Regions from separate parts of the Mus musculus genome. Here region 1 is linked to region 2. A link is a contact called in public Micro-C data. All regions are on one chromosome and are shown on one strand. The core of a region is the stretch at or near the end of the contact, and the rest is flanking DNA. Distances in the headings are between cores, read along the strand shown. Region 1 holds the start of Irs1 (insulin receptor substrate 1). Region 2 has its middle 91 kb from the start of Mir6344.

What was found. A called contact is a pair of places that touch in the nucleus more often than the background predicts.
Region 1: a Micro-C map of palatal mesenchyme shows a contact between it and region 2, with 4 times the contacts expected there. The contact joins the promoter of Irs1 here to the enhancer-like site in region 2. A contact is called at or near these places in 15 of 39 promoter capture datasets (the 3T3-L1 cell line, 3T3-L1-derived adipocytes, the C10 cell line and 10 more), 1 of 15 datasets of contacts at CTCF or cohesin (pro-B cells), 24 of 484 Hi-C or Micro-C datasets (the 3T3-L1 cell line, adipose-derived mesenchymal stem cells, cerebellar granule neurons and 9 more), 12 of 115 datasets of contacts at active chromatin or transcription factors (the 230-238 cell line, the NIH/3T3 cell line, craniofacial prominence and 8 more) and 1 of 9 other capture datasets (pancreatic islet).

Annotation. Positions count from the first base shown.
Region 1 is chr1:82,289,977-82,295,052 of GRCm38.p6, forward strand. Irs1 (insulin receptor substrate 1) reads right to left here and starts at 1,463. Exons shown (of 2, transcript NM_010570.4): 1 at 1-1,463. The coding sequence starts at 517.
Region 2 is chr1:82,038,716-82,043,979 of GRCm38.p6, forward strand. No RefSeq gene overlaps it. Among named protein-coding and RNA genes, the nearest start is that of Mir6344, 91 kb to the right of the region's middle. Within about 2 kb of position 2,931, at least 26 of the 459 cell types and tissues checked have an H3K27ac peak or open chromatin away from gene starts, as enhancers often do. A contact at or near this core is called in the NIH/3T3 cell line, craniofacial prominence, embryonic fibroblasts and 1 more, where this site is marked.

The DNA.
Region 1 (5,076 bases), core at 213-2,712, 250 kb after region 2:
TCTTTGTCTGACCCAGGCCCTTGGGTTTCAGGATAACCTGCCAGACCTCCTTGAACGCGGGTCCTGGACCCGTGTCATAGCTCAAGTCCTCCCCTGCCTCTCCAACGCCAGAGCTGCCGCTGCAGCTACCGCCGCAGCCTCCTCCAGCCCCGTCATGGTGGGCCTTTGCCCGATTATGCAGCTGCAGAAGAGCCTGGTACCAGCTGTCTTGCTCAGCCTCGCTATCCGCGGCAATGGCAAAGTGTTCGTCTCGGGTGTAGAGAGCCACCAGGTGCTTGTTCTTGGAGTCAGCCCGCTTGTTGATGTTGAAACAGCTCTCGAGGGGGATCGAGCGTTTGGGGGCGCTCGACTTGTGCCGCCACTTCTTCTCGTTCTCATAATACTCCAGGCGCGCTGGGCCCCCGGCCTCGCTGGCCGCCCGCAGCACGAAAAAGCGCTTATGCATACTCTTGGGCTTGCGCAGGTAGCCCACCTTGCGCACGTCTGAGAAGCCATCGGTATCCGGAGGGCTCGCCATGCTGCTGCGGAGCAGAGGGAGGTGTTGAAAAACTGGGTGAGGGGTGGCTTCTCAGTGCGGCCCCGCACATGCACTCCGGGCTGGAGGAAGCTCGCAGAAATTCTGACTCCAAAATTCACGCTGTTCCTGGAGCTGGGGAGGGGCAGCCGAAGGACGAGGTAACTGCGCCAAGGAAGATAGCCTGATCCGAGTTTAAGGGCGTTTCATGCCCAGAGGGAAGGGCAGTGGGTCTAGGGTGAGTGCAGCCGCAATCTTCCGAGGACTATGTCTCCCCCAGTCCCTGCAGCAGAGAAGGAGCTATGGTGCATCCCTTGCCGCCCCTGGTCGAGTCCGATGTAGGGAGGCAGCGATGGCCCGAGGAGTCCCCGCTTGGCTCTCTAGGCGCGCGCGCCTTCCCTCCCGAGTTCCCCTCTGGAAGTAGCGATTCCCGAGGCAAATTAAATATCCTTGGGCAGGGGGAGGCGGGCTGCCAAGTCCCAACGTTGCACCGGGTTCTCCCTCCTCCTTCTCCTCCTCCTCCTCTGCCTCCTCCCACCCTTCAACCGTCCCCGTCGCCACCAGCCGCCCAAATACCAGCTCAATCGCAGAGACCGCGGCGCTGCGGCTGTTGCTGCTGCTGCTGCTGCTGCTGCCGCCCGAGGACGCGTCCTCTGCAGCCCGCACTCGAGCCCATCTCGGCGGGCGGGGAAAGTGGCTTTTCCACGCGCAACGCTACTGGGCAGCTGGGGGAGCAGGGGACGGTCCAGAGGGACAGGCTCATCCCTGCCCCTAGCTCCAGTCCGCAAGGGAGGAGGGGAGGGGACGAGGGAGGGAGGCGGGGAGCGGGGGAGGTTTGGGAAGAGATCGGGGAAGACGCCCGGTCCTCCCGAGGCGCAGCCGCTGCAGTTACTTCTCTCCTCCTCCCTCCTTCTCCTCCCTCCTCCTCCTCCCTCCTCCTTCCTCCTCCTCGGAGAGTTGCCGAGAGCCCCAACCAAAACAAGCGGCGGCTGCGGCGGCTGGCACCGCGCGCTGGCCCTCTTCAGACCGCGCCGCCGTCTCACTCCAGAGGAGCAAAACACGTGACGGAGCCTCTGCGCTCAGCAGCCTGGCCGCCGCCGGGAGGCTCCAGCCCGGGTCTCTCTCCCTCTCCCTGCTCGCTCTACATTCCGGGCCGAGCCCGCCCCACGCCCGCCCCTCTCCACCCCCTGGCCGTGCCGCAGAGGCGCCCGCGCTGGCCCTTTGCTGCAGCGCTCGGGCAGCGCCCCTGCGTGGCCGGCAGAGCCCGGGGCGCTGTGTCTCCCACGCCCGTGCCACCCAGAGCGCCCCCGGCCCGTAGGAATCCCCGCGGCGGGAGGGCAGGCTTGTTTGGGTGGCTACCGGAAAGCAGGAGGGGAGTCTGGGAAAACGGGAGGGGGGGATCTGGGGAAGACGCAGGAGTGAGGGAGGGGGCAGTGAGAGGGGGGGTGCACTGCGGCTGCAGAGCCCCGAGAGGGTGGGGGCGCTGGGGCGGAGGGGACGCGGGTGACCTGCTAGCTCTCACCCAACAGGTAAAGGCGACCCCCGGGAGGCAGCTGGATGTCGGTGTCTGGGTGAGAGGCCCTGGTAGGGAGATCTACATTTTTGTAAGATTTTCTAAAGGACTTCTGAGCCAGTCTTCCACCTGGAATCTCCGGACGTACCGTGGTGAAGCACCTGGAAGAAACAGAGAGGGACGCCCAAGGGCAATGACTGTTGGCTAGGTTAGGGTCTCTCGGAATCGCGACCTGGGATCTCACACCTGGCACTATTAGCCGCTGATCACTAAGGAAATAAAATGTAAAAGTCACCATTTCTCTTCCTTCATGCAGGTGAAGAGGGATTCACACTTAAGGGTTAGTTAGTGCAAAAGGTGGGGGGCGGGGGCTGGAGGAAACCTGGCACCCCTTATCACATTCGTAAGTCTATTTGTGATTTTTTTTAAAGATGTAAAGGACCTTCAGAGAGTTCCTAAGTGTACACCCTTACTGTGTATATGTTAGCAGATGTTTGTTTCATAGTTTGCACGAGCATTAGACGACCCTATACACTTTTAACCTTGACCACAAGGATAAGTGGGAGACAAGGATAAGTGGCTAGGCTGCACAGGAAAATGGGTACTTCTTGATGAAAACGGGTCAGCAGCCTCTTTGCAAAGCCTATTTCTTAGTCTCACCACAAGCAGACGCTCCCCAAAGTTTTTTTTTTTCTTTTTCTTTTTAAGATGACCTATAAATCAAGCAGGGTGTCCCTGTCTAGCCCAACCGGCATTAAAGACCTACAAATGTGACGTTGCTCCCAGTGCTTAAAGCCATTCTACTCTAGCCATGGGCGGTTCTAGTTTTCCACCTCTTTTCCTAAGCCAGGAACCCTCTCAGCCTCCCGCTCTCCAGCACTGCAGGTTGTTTGCAGTGAGACGCAGCAGTAAAGGTGCTGGGCATGCTCAATCCACTAGACTGCCTGGCTTGGAGTAGGGGAGGAGCGGATGGGTAAAGGGGGCTGCGCGCCTCAGCATAATGCGGCTAGAGAGGCGGGGTGAGGTTCCTGGGGCAGCCTGCTGATTGGTGGAGTTGCCTGTCTTTCCTGTCTTGCACAGATGCGGTAAAGGGGAGAGAGGGAGAGGGTACAGATGTAGGCACTGGCGCCATTCAGATGCTTGCGGTACTTGAATTGGGGTATTCCGCATCTGTAGGTGTCACCTCCTCTCGAAAGCTCAGGAGCCTCTGTTTTCTCTTTTCACCTCCTTTATCATGCAGTTTCTCCTAAACCTGGTTAATGGATTATGCGGTACACATTGAATTGATAGCCTTCATTTTTCCCCTCTGACAGCTTGGTGATGCGGGCACATGTGCCCACTACAGGAAGGCTATAAATAGCAAGTAATTTGGAAAAGGTACGGAGACTGCAATAGCAAGAAGAGGACTCTAAAGATTTGAAATGCATTAGGGGTTGGGAGGATAGCAACTAGAGATATCTGAAGTTAGTGTAGCAGAATAACAGTGTGTGTGTGGGGGGGGGGGGGGAATAAACAGCTAGTCTAGTCTAGCAACTGCTTAATCTAGATTAGTCCACAGGGAGGGGACCTCGCATTATGTAGGAAAGCACTTCAAATCCAGACTTTAACTTTTAAAATTACTTCCTTCCTGACCTCTGTCACCAACCAAGAACAAACAAAAAAGAGAGAGGGGGAAAAAGGAGGTACCTTTATGGAGGAAAGTATTTTCTTGAAGGAGGAGACAACAAAAAAAACAATTTAATTTGGAAGATTTTTATAAGTCATCTTCACAGAACATTAGGGTGTTTATGATATAAAAGTAATGTTATTCTGACTGAAGAAGAAGTAGACCATCTGCTCTGAGGTGCCCAAGGCCCTGGATTGGATCCCCAGTTATGTACACAGACAGACACACAGACACAGACAACCAGATCGTTGTAACAAACTGCTCACCAATCAGTGAAGTTTAACACACACACACACATACCCTCACACACACACAACTCACTCGAGTTTCATTACAAATCTTAAAGGCAGCTAATGTTCAAACTATACTACAGTAAGTTCAGTTCTTTGTACTTTTTTTTTAATTGATGGCTTGAGATAACTCTAGGAATACAAATTCACATTTGATTCACATAAATATACAGAAGAGAAAGGTAGGCTTTTGTGGAACTCAGGTGAAGTCGTGTTGAGCAGATACGTGTATTATCCTGTCACCTTATGCTAAATTAGTCTTGTGTATTGTAATGAAAATTTACACCCAAGAGAAAATTCACAGAACAGGCAAGCAACCAATTACCAAATAAGTTGCTCAATGCTGCCATCTCTAGGACAGCTAGAAACCACTTGCGCAATGAATAAAGGAATGCTGTCTGCATTTTAAAACATTGACTAGAAGCGCTGCCAGAACTAAATTGACATATTGATGTCTTCAATACAGTCATGATAGTGAGAATTAAAATTTTACGTGTCTTCGGTGCATATTTGATTAACATATCTACAATTACTGTTAAAATAGGAAAATGGCCAGTGTATGATGTTACCAAGAAAATCATATAAAAATGTCAGTTATTAGATACATATATGATGTACATATACATTGGTATATATATATATATATGTATGTATCAGTAGACATGTTCCTTAATACAAATAGGTCATCACTACAGAAACCACTGGAAACTCAGTTAATTGTGGCAATTTGGAACAATGCTTAAAGGAAAATGAAAACTCATGGATTTTTTTTAAATTGAAGGATTGCATTATTTTACTATATCTGCATAGTTGCAGATATTTGAAAGCCTCCTCTGCAAAGCCACCCAAACCATATGAGATACATTCTTGCAGTTTGGGGATCAACAATACAAAATAATTGAATCTGCTATATTGAGGCTTCTCCCGCCCCAGGATTTAAAATAAATAAATAAATAAATAAATAAATAAATAAATAAATAAATAAAATAAAGGTCCTGCTTGAGCAGGTTCCCATAGGTAGGCGAGAGGTCTCTGTAGTTACCATGTTCTCAGTGCTGCTGATTCCACAGACTCCTATTTCTGATGATGGATT
Region 2 (5,264 bases), core at 1,681-4,180:
ACAAATCCCTGTCTCTTTCTAAAATGACACCTGGCTTCATGAAATAGGGTTTAAGTCAAAAGTACCTTATAGCAAAGAATCCTTGGCCCTACATGCCTCTGTGTTCCTCAAGGGTTACAAGGGGAGGCTGATCCAGGCATTCCCACCGTAGCCTGCTCCCTCATCCTTAGCCATACCCTTGAGCACTGTTGTTTTTGGCTATAGCCTAAGGATGGCACAGGCTTCCTCTTTCCCAATGTAGCAATCCCTTAGTACCAATCTGGCAGATTTTACTTCCCTTACCTCTCAGCCATACTGAAGAACCCTCAAGGCTTCTACCATGTCTGCCAGTCCATAGTCTTTGAACTTCATCCCTGAGAATGCCATCTGGCATTTATAAACAATGAAATCTATGGTTATTGACATTGTTATCTCCCCTACTGCTCAAGAGTTGACATCAAAACACAAGCATGCTATTCACACCCATCTCATGGCCCTGGATTTCCCAGTAAGCTTTGCTAAAATTGTGCTGCAAGAACAATTCTTTTATTTTTCTTTGCAAAGTTTTGAGTTTCTAATATCACTGAGTATTTTTTTTCTCAATCCAAAAAGATTTCTTGCAAGGTTTCTAAGGATTTCTACCCCTCTTCATGATTTCAGATATTCCTAGTGTTGACCCTGACACAGCTCCTCTATCCCCCACTAATGTAGCTTAAACTGAGATGAGATTTGGGGCCATGGACCTGTATTGCTTCCTCACAAGCAATGCTAAGTAGAAGGGTGAGGCTCTGCACACACATTCTTGAAGTCCATTGCAAATGAATCTGTCTTTGCAGTTAAGGTCCTGGCTGTGATGATTAAAGGAAAGCAATCCCCCCCACCTCCCAGAGCTCTAAGGGACTAAACCACCAACCAAAGAGTGCACATGGAGGGACCCATGGCTCCAGTTGCATATGTAGCAGAGGATGGCCTTGCTGGTCATCAATGGGAGGAGAGGTTCTTGGTCCTGTGAAGGCTCCATGCCCCAGTGTAGGGGAATGCCAGGACAGGGAAGCAGGAGTGGGTGGGTTGTTGAGCAGGAGAAGGGGGGATGGTAGAAGAGGTTTTTGGAGGGCAAACGAGGAAAAGGGATAACATTTGAAATGTAAATAAAGAAAATATAATAATAATAATAATAATAATAATAATAATAATAATAATAATAATGGAAGCAGTCATTTCTCTATCTGTGTCTAATGTGCCTAAAAAGACTTACATAGAAGCTATTTTCAACCTGTGGGTCACAACTCCTTTGGTTGGGGCTTGCATGTCAGCAATCCTGCATACTAGATATTTATATTATGATTCATAACAGTAGCAAAATTACAGTTATAAAGCAGCAATGAAATAATTTGGTTGGGGGTCACCATGACATGCAGAACTATATTAAAGGTTCACGACATTAGGAAGATTGAGAAACACTGTGTCTAGTCAGATTTAAGGTAACACTTAAGCAGCTTCGATCAACTCTCTTCCCCAAACCCTTACACACTATTGGTTAGCCTGAGTTGGTTCAGCCATTCTGAGAAACAGTACAGAAGACAAAAGTAGAGCTGCTGTCCCATCCATCAATCCCAAGTCCACATGCTACAGAAATGAAAGAGATGCTGGTAACACTGTTCACAGTAGCCTAAGTGTTTCACTGACAAGCTCACTAAAACAGGCAGTGTTGTGTACATGCACATGCATGCAGACACACAAACACACACACACACACACACACACACACACATACACACACATGCATGCACAAACACATGCACACAGATTTGTTTATGATTTCTCAGCATCCCATAATTTTGATAAGCATACAGCCCACAAGTCATAAACCTTTATCCACTAGCCCTTTACAGGAATAGTCGGCTGATGACTCAAGTAAGATTCAGTCTAACATTTGAGAAGTTGTCAATTAATCCTACAAAGGGATAAGGAAGTTACACAATAATGTGTTATGTATTGGTCTGTGGCCTAAAATGTGAAAGTATTTATAGATATGCATCTATGTATACTTTGCTCCATATCCTGAAAAAGTAATCCATTATCTTAATATTTAAAGTAACCTTTTCTGTTGAAAGTATTCCCTTAATGTAGTTAAAAGTATACATTTATGTACAAGCACACATTTTAAAAAGAAATACTCAGTTTAAATTAAATTATCTAACCTTCATAAAGTTGCTTCATCTCCCTAAGTTGCTTCGTCTTCCTATTCCTGTCTCTGATCATTGAAGTCGATAACAGTGTCTACCTCACAAGCTTGTGGAGGCAATAAGTGTAAACTTGTGTCCATGTGTGTACGATCAGCTTCTGTCATGTGATAGAAAACGGTTTAAGCAGAAAACACTGCAAAGCCAACCATCAGGAAAACAAAGTCTCTCCATCCAATGAGCTATTATCAAAGCAGAATTTGACGATTTTAGTGACTGGACTGGCTGAATATACATAGGCCTTTTGTAGAAATGGAAGCTCCCTTTGGTAAAACCATGTTTAGCCCTCATGTTTGGACATATGTAGCCAAGTTTTCACAGTATGAATGTAAAATATTTGGCTCATTTGCCTCAAGTGGTTATAACAAAGATTCTAAAATCATAATTCATCTGTCTTAGAAAATAACCTCCAGCTGCATATAGTAGTTTCTTCTTCCATTTCCTTAAAACCAAAGAAAACAGAATCTCCCTAAAAAAGCAATTCTTGTCTGCCAAGAATGTCCCATGTGGGCATCATTAAAGCGGAAGGTATGAGACATGAGATGTCAGCCCGACATTCTTCAGTTGTTCTCTGTCATATTTAGAGTGATAAACATTGTTTTGTCTATTCTAAGGCTTGATTTCTCTCCTGGTAAATATGATATTCCATTAAACCAGTCTGTGCTCGTGGTTTCACTTTGTCTCTTTTTAACTCCCTTCAGTCATTAAGCTGCCCAGCAGCCCTTCCAGATAGGAATGCAAAGGATATTTGAAAATAGCCTAAAACCAGCCCAAATTCCTATGGACTGAAAAACCTAGGAATGCATAAATTATATAAATTGTGTGTTCCTGTTACACACAGTTAAAATTATTGTTGGTGCCAGCTGTCTTTCTATCAAAGAGTCTGCTTTCATCTCTACTGAGCTAGCTCTGTCATTATTTAACATTGTTCTGTAACCCCTTCCACTTCTAGTCACCAAGAAGTGTACTCAGTATACCTTGGGGGGAGAAATGGAATTCAAGTGTGCTTCTTTGATTTCTTTGTTAATACTTCCATAGAAATTGTTGTATGATATGCAAACCATTTTAAATCTGCAGTTACAGTCAGAGAGATTACAACCTAGATAAACACATATCTAAACAGAACTCTAAAGGTTGCAAAAGGACCCTGATGTGTATGATACAGGCAGAAGCTGATTTTGTGGAAAACCAAAATATCCAGTTGATTTAATTAAAGAAAGGAGAAACATAGTTATTCCAGATGTCTGGCATCCTAGAGACCAAACACTGGAATGATTGATTGGATCTTTGACATGCCTCACCAGATGTTTTAGCCTCTTGGAGACAGCCTAAAAGGAAGGGATTGGGTTGGGATAGGTTTCAAATTCCTTCCTTCCTCCCTGGGTAGTCGTTGTGAATCTTTCTTATTTCTGATTTAGTCTCCCTTTCCCAGCTAATCTCTGCACCCGTCAGTAATATCCCTCACATTTTCTTTCAGACTGAATCTTAAAATATTTCAATCATGTAAGAAGCAGAAAACCAAATAGGAATGTAGAAACAATGTTATTCCTATCTCTTTGAACATTTGTCTTCATATTGCCTGGCCTCTGTGTTTTCTTCTATAAAATCCAAAGTGATTATTGCATCCCAGAAGCAGGATAAGAGGAAGCACTCTACCTGTAGTACCAAATCCAAAAGAATCTGCTAAAATCATAGAGGCAAGAGAGATATTCTCCTAAGGCATTATGATCCTGATTGCCCTGTAGTGGGAACATCCCTGTTCACATTGCCTATAATCAGCTTAACCCGTATTAAGTCGCTAATGAGTTGATGGTGAGATAAGCCCTTTCTCAAAGGAAATAAATTAGAAGCTGGCAATTACAGAAACAAAGGGAAGCGAGTTTAACCACTTTGCAGAATGACTCCTGGGGGTCTGTAGGTTGGACAGAGTTTTGAATGTTCCAAACCAGGCTTGGACCTGTGTGGAAGGCCAGAGGGATTCCCTTTGGCCTGAGTTTCCTGTTCTGGAAAACTATGTGATAACACTTTTCTTTTAGGTCTAGAAGGAACTTTGAAAACATTATCTGACAACTGGCTTAACAATTCTTTAAGAAATACCTTAAAACTCCCTTTTTAAGAGTCTGCAGGGACGACACATGAATCTACAACTATAGGCAGTGATCCAGCACCCAGACACTGAAACTCCAGCCTCACTCGGTTCCATGGTTGCCTCTGAAAATATGGTAAGATAGAAATACAGAATACCAATGCTGTGTTTCTTCCATTGAACATGGAAGTATTTTCTATAAAATACATAGTCAAGAGAGTCACTCATTGGATCAGTCTGTCAGTACCTTAATCTTTAAAGAGGGTAGTAGATAGAACAAGACCACTTAGGGTTCAAAAATTGTGTTGCAATCTCATGTATTTGAAGACAGGCCTTATAGAACCAAATCAGGAATTACTACTCAAAAAAAAAAAAATGAAACTATTCCTGCCTTGGTGGATCTCACTTCTAATCCTACATGTTGGGGCTTGGATGAATACCCTGAAACATCCATACACAAAGGTGTGGCTTCCCCGGGGTGTTCTTGTGATGTGAAGAAGTAGGAACTGCTGGGAAGAACTTGGATCAGTAAAGCCATGCCCTCAAAAGGACTATAAGACACCATTTGTTCACTGTGTTTGTGTTCAGCTGGAGAAAGGACCATTTTGCTCCCAAACACACACATGCCATTATCATCTGGGCCTTGGGATGGCAGACTGCACCAAACCAATCCTGAACTACATATACTCTCTGGACTTTGAACCTCTAACACATCAAGCCAAGTAGACCCTTCTGTAACCATAATTAATCAGGTATTTTATTGTACTCATATACACCATATATTTAGATTCATCTGCTTTCTTTATATTCTTATTCAACCATTGAACTCAGGTTCTTTGATATTTATTTATTTACAGGGATAGGAAGGGGTATACATGTGTGTGGTTGGTTAGTTAGTTCCTACTAGGGAATCTCCTGCCTCCACCTCAATTTTTCGGTAGGAACATTGAGACTAT